2 separate regions of the Bicyclus anynana genome follow, and region 2 is linked to region 1. The links are chromatin contacts, called in public Hi-C maps. All regions are on one chromosome and are shown on one strand. The core of a region is the stretch at or near the end of the contact, and the rest is flanking DNA. Distances in the headings are between cores, read along the strand shown. Region 1 overlaps LOC112051009 (nuclear receptor-binding protein homolog). Region 2 holds the start of LOC112051009 (nuclear receptor-binding protein homolog).

Region 1 (3,196 bases), core at 490-2,989:
ATGCACAAAGTTTTAAACTAGGGCGGGCATTAAACGTTCAAATTACAGCAAATGAAAAATTCTTACTACAAAAATGAGTTGTCAGGGTATTGACAATGAATTTCTGCATGTACGTGTTTTTGAAGTACACGCTACTGCCTGTTAGTCAGGTAATTTTAAGGTATAGAAATTAAATTCTGCCGTTAAATCTGGAATGAACTTCAGCATTTTAATGATTTACTGTCTAAATCGGGAACGGGACCTAATCCCAGATTAGATTAATTTAGTAAATGTTTCTAAGTAACTAAAACTAAATTTAGACTTTATTGTTGATTATTGTCTAAGCTAATATTTAGTTTGGTAGACCTCCATGTTCTTCAATATATTTACAAGTAATAATAGCAAAAGGAAAACGAAACTCCAATACGAGTAATAGAATCTTATTACATCGGTAGGTATAGGTAAGGTAAGGTAGGTAAGAGACCAATTTTTAATCAAACCCCGGAACGTCCCCAAGAGGCAAGTCGGTCCAAGTCCAATTTGCACACAATGGCTGTTTATTTTCATTCACATGTGAATGCAATACCGTCAAATAAGTCGCATCGGCTTCCCGCGGGGACCGATCATTCAATTGAATCTCTTCTACGTACTCCGCTCGGAATGCTATTTATAAACGGACATCATGTCACATTTATTTTATATTTATTTGTATATCATATCAGATTACCCTTCGACATGTCTATAATATGATCGTTATGTTAGATTTGCTTTGTGACAATATTATATTCCTTTGAAATCTGATATGTTCACCATTACCGCCCACAAAACTAATTACATTTGAATTATCTTTCTGTTATTTATTGTTGATCAAATCAAACTATAGGGCTTGTTTATTGTGATTGATTATAATGCCCTATGTAACATGCTTATGCCGGTTTTGTACTATTTTCATATATTTTTAAATGATTTTTGTAATTCAATCATAACAGGCCGGAACATTAGTCGTAAATGATTTATTGAGGGAATAATAAGTGACTAATTGATTAATTTTAAATAAGCTTCATTAACAAGTGTCTACGTACCATCTTTGTCATATTCTGGCCTGTTAATATTTCCAATAATGAACTTTGGACCTCGCTAAGGAACCCCTTTATCCTTGACCAAATCAAAAGCATAAAAACCGGATAGGTCAATGTTAACATGTTGCACAGGAGTCCTTCAAGTGGTATCCTAGAGGAGGCAAGCGAAGACGTAGCAGGCCAAAGGCTACTTAGAAGCAGACAGCGGTTTATAGAAGCGGAGATGAAGGCTGCCGATCTGTGCCGGATTAATCTAAAGAATGCAGTTCGGGATAGGTCCAGTTGGGAAAAAAATTGTTTCGGCCCTAAGGAATTGATTTATATCGCTATTATCCATGAAAAACCGCCAAATCCAAGAGAAAACCTGTCGACATCCAGATCCGAGGATGCACCGGTTTCGGGGTGAAAAGCGCGGATAGGATTTTCTGTTGGATATGGGTGCCGTCGTCTGGATACGTCGTTTTTTCGCGGATAAGAGCAAAACAAATCAATTGTTCACTATGATTTATTGAACTTCGACAAAGTAGCGCCGGCTTTTATTCAATTATACTATAAGAATGAGAATAATAAGAAAAACACAGACCCAGTTTCTCGCGTGTGGCCAGTAGATGGCGCTGAACACCTCCCGTCTAATAATACCGCACAGTATCAGCGGCCTGAGGCACGGAGCGAGGCTCACGTATCGGCCGACGTCATTAATTGCCCATTCGTTACTCGTTACGAGCTGATAAAGTAGCCGCGGACCTTGGAGCCGAGTGGCCGAATTATCCTGATTTTCGGTTGCTTCAATTGAATTGAAATTATCTTGACCGTATGTGTTTGTTACAGGATTGCACAAACACGGCAACATTGTTTTGGATGAAATTTTATACACAGATAGTATATGTATATGTATAGACTAAATTCACACGGAGAATACTTTTTTTAATTTATGTGCTGATTTGTCTATGCTACATATAAAAATTTAGCTTGGTGTCATTGATCTTGGGCGTAACGCGCATCATTCACATTTTTCATTCATTCACACTCCTACCTTTTGATCTAAGGCTGTATATGTACATATAAATCATGAATATAGCAGCTTCATGAACGCTAGTTTTTGATTACTTTAAGTTTAGAACGCTTTTTAACCGATTTCAAAAAAAAGGAGGAGGTTTTCAATTTTAAAGTTTTTTTGGTTATTCTTTACAAGTTAGCCCATGACTACAATCTCACCTGATGGTAAGTGATGATGCTGTCTAAAATGGAAACGGGCTAACTTGTTAGGAGGAGGATGAAAATCCACACTACTTTCGGTTTCGACACGGCATCGTACCGGAACGCTAAATCGCTTGGCAGTACGTCTTTGCCGGTAGGGTGGTAACTAGCCATGGCCGAAGCCTCCCACCAGTTCAGTTCGAAGGATGCTAACTGTTGAACCACCACACATTAAAAACATGTCCACATTAAAAACCTCACGGAACTTTTTTCAAGCCTACGACCTGACATTGTCAAACCCCACGAGTGGGCGGTACCATCCACGTTGAGGACCTTTGCTCTAGGCTATCGAGTGCAATCACGCGGGCGGCGCGCAGTGTTATCGGCGCACGCGCAGGGTTCGTTAGCACAGCTAATTGCAGTGCGGTGACGTCACACACGTGGCCACTCGCACGCCGCAGCGCAGTGCGTGACGCGGCCGCACTTCTTGTGGAATGTCATGGAAACGCCAACGCGTATTTCCATATTACGTAAGACGTTACACTAAATCGCGATTGAATGTATAACCGTTTGACGGCAACGTTGATTTATATGCACTGGAAAAATTGCTTTGCAAAATGCATTTTACGCATTTTTACGAATTCAACGTCATGAAAACAAGACCTTAAACTCTAATTATATAATCAAATCAAAATATCCCAAGTATACTTCAATACAAAAGGTCAAATCAATAGAATTAAAACTTATTATCAATTTCCAAGATATTTAGATTTCAACTGTTATTCTTCATACGTATCGAATTCGGTGAAGTAGTGTCAACTCTTTTACGAGTAAAGTCGCTTCTGTGTCGCAGTGAGTTCGTCACACAGAAGCAGGCGGAATTTTGTCGTTTAGCAAATTTTGTGTTCAATGATTGTAGGCATGTGCGAATTGTGTGCGTT
Region 2 (3,196 bases), core at 501-3,000, 59 kb after region 1:
TCTAGTCAGCTCTGAGTTACAACAAAAAGAAATACACAGATATTATAACCATAGCTGGGCATTAACTCGTTAATCCGTTAATCGTTAATTAACGAAGTTAACATTTTGGTTAACGGATTAACTTTTAAGTTAACTTTCAAAAATGTTAACGGACCGGTTAACTTCCGTTAATATGCAGAAGTCCGTTAATCGTTATTCCAATGCCTACTATTTACCGCGCGTCGCGATTAACAGGTTTAAACAAGTAAGAAATGATGAAAGATGTTTTTTTCAAAGAAATCAACAAATTACTATATTTATTTTAAAATTATAGATAAAATCAACTAAAAGCAAATTACGGCACTTTTCCGCAGTGCCCATCCTTATTTTTCCAATGGGGATCTCACACAATGATATAAAAATGCAATATTAACCAGTCATATTAACGGATTAACGATTAACGTTAACTTGCGTTAATTCTTCCGGAATGTAACGCTTTAACGTTTAACGAAGCTAACATTTTTTGTAGCGGATTAACGATTAACGAAGTTAACTATTTGATTAACGGTGCCCAGCTATGATTATAACCCAGCAGGGATGTTTTGTACACTCCACATTGTTTGGGATGCTGCCACCAACAATATTATACACTATAGATATGTTACGTGCCTACAAAATCATCACAAAAAGTGATCAGAATTTAGCAACTCCACTGAGCACACATGCACAATTTTATAGCTCCTGAACACAAATTCACACCTCAACATTGTATACAATATTTATTTAGGTATTATTTGTATAAATAACTTTCAGTGAGTCACAATTATATGTGACTCAATGAAATTAATACAATTAGCCGCTTTTCTTTGCCCCTGTTGTGATGTGCTAGTTACATATCTCTATTATAAAATCTTTGGCTGCCACAGTATTTGGGGCATACTATACATTTTTAGCTTTAATAACTCAATATAGATATATTGAGTTAAGGAAAGCATAGATTTCAACCAGTGTACAACAACATACAGATAATGTTACTGATCATGTAAACATTACACATACTGTATACAAACTGGGCATTTTCTGCAAAAGTTATCTTTTATCATGCCTTAAATTGTGTTGTAACGATTCTTTATTATCAAATTAAAATCAATTTCATTCAATACACTGAATGGCCTACATATACAAAACTACGTCTTATTTTTAATAAAACATCAGCTAACCTTGTGAATCAGCTGATGACAGCTTTGGTCAGTGTTACATACTCCTACGTTGGATATAACTTTTAAAAAAATTACGTACCTCTTCACGACGTTTGAGCCAGCGTCCACAGGGACTCTCCTCCAGGATCTCGCTCTCGTCCTCGGAGTCTTCCCCACTTTCTCTGGGGGACTTCCGCTCTTTGTCGATACTCCGGCCACCGGACATCTCACCGAGCGCTCGACACCAAACAAACAAACCAACACCGCACAGTCAACTGATACTTCACAGATGTTTTCACCAGAGAAAACACTAGGAAATATTTTCAAAATACACTTTTTCTTGTAACCATAACCAAGGTTGCAAGACTAGGTGTCACTAACGTTTCATCCCAAACCATTATTCATTACACGGCACTATATAGAAAGACTGTACTCCTTGAAAAAGATAAAAGATTTCTCTACACAAAGCGATAGAACGCAACGAGTCCAGCGAGCTTACTCATGGTAATTGAAATAAATTGTTCGCCGGCGTATCTCTCGACGTATTTCTATCCGACACAAATATAAAACCATAGACACTTTCACTTTTTTCCGTCCTTTCCAGTTTCCAATGACCATAGACAAGTTTAGTCTTTTTATTTTTAAATTAATTAACAATTTTAGAATCTCTTTAAAACATTATTCTAAATTAAATTTAATTAAAGTATGTTTATATATTTAAATATAAAATTATTTTAATTTTTTACAGTGCCATCTAGTTTACTAACATGAAACAATGGACTTGAAAGTGACATCTATATTTTAATTTGAACAAGACATAATACACGTTAAACGAGATTGTACGAGGCCATGAAGCTACAGATTGTTTTTCGAATATTCGAGCACACAGACTAGGTGGCGCTGCACTTAAAATAAAACAAGAATAGTAGAGCTTATGAATACGTTTCAAAATTATTAATGTTTGATGGTTCGAATTCGGATTTTGAACCTTACCCTTACCTTACCTTACCTTATCAGCCGATGGAAACTCCAAGCATAGCTCGCTCCATATGAGCCTTCGAATAAGACCCATAGTCAGCGACCAAGTCTTGGATCTTCGGACGAAAAGATGTCGCAGAGTTTTCCGATAGCTGACCAGCCGAGCTGGTTTTGGCGATTCACCTCTTTCTCAAAATTGGACCTACCTAACTAGACTGTGTGTCCTAGGTATATACCTATATTCGTAAACAATTTCAAGCACCACAGAGTTCTCAACAATAACTGGGTGGAGCGGTACCTGATTTTCGTCTTGCTCATGTTAATTTTAAGGCCCACACGTTGAGAAACTCTGATGAGATCGATGAGCATGGTAGGTACTAAGGTCATCCAGAGTCTCTGCCATAATGACTACATCGTCGGCAAACCGTAGTTGAGTGATGTACTTACCATTGATGTTGTTGATGAAATCTGTTCCAGTTCAAAAGCCTAAAGACATCTTCCAAAATGTTAAGCAAAGTGGCTGGTGTTCTTCGGTATTTTGTAGCGTATGGGTGTAGTCTATGGTACTAAGCCTGCTCGGATCCGTCTTGATCGGGAGGCTGGAATTTTTAAAACCTACAGGCGAGACGATTCGTGATGACTCTCGATGACATGACTCAACAACGAGATGGGTCTGTAATTCTTTAGTAAGGTATTGTCACCTTTTTTGAAGAACAGAACCACCACGCTCCTGTGCCATGCTTAGGCGTTGTGCCCTCGTGAATGACGGAATTGAACAATCGCTGAAGGTCCTTAAGCGTTGGTTTTCCACTCGCTTTCAGGAGTTCTGCTGTGATTCAGCCATCACCTGGTGCCTTGTTGTTCTTAAGTTGTTTCAGAGCCACACTAATATCGTATAGGCTGACATCCGGTATATCTTTGGTATAGTGTCGAGTCAATTTTGGTCTAGGATCTTTGGCCAAATTGTCAACAGGCTTTTAGGTAGAAGTGTATAATTGTATTTTTTGTCATTATTTATGAAGGAAAACAAACAGCTTTAC

Evidence for each region. Hi-C and Micro-C count contacts between places; a contact is called where the count stands out from the background.
Region 2: a contact with region 1 is called in a Hi-C map of whole body, with 3 times the contacts expected there. The contact joins the promoter of LOC112051009 here to the enhancer-like site in region 1. A contact is called at or near these places in 2 of 2 Hi-C or Micro-C datasets (whole body and whole larva).

The regions. Positions count from the first base shown.
Region 1 is chr5:18,630,587-18,633,782 of ilBicAnyn1.1, forward strand. All of the region lies in intron 1 of LOC112051009 (nuclear receptor-binding protein homolog), which reads right to left. Among protein-coding and RNA genes, the nearest start is that of LOC112051017, 27 kb to the left of the region's middle. Within about 2 kb of position 1,740, at least 8 of the 8 cell types and tissues checked have open chromatin away from gene starts, as enhancers often do.
Region 2 is chr5:18,689,866-18,693,061 of ilBicAnyn1.1, forward strand. It overlaps LOC112051009 (nuclear receptor-binding protein homolog), which reads right to left and starts at 1,751. Exons shown (of 10, transcript XM_024089469.2): 1 at 1,279-1,751. The coding sequence starts at 1,404.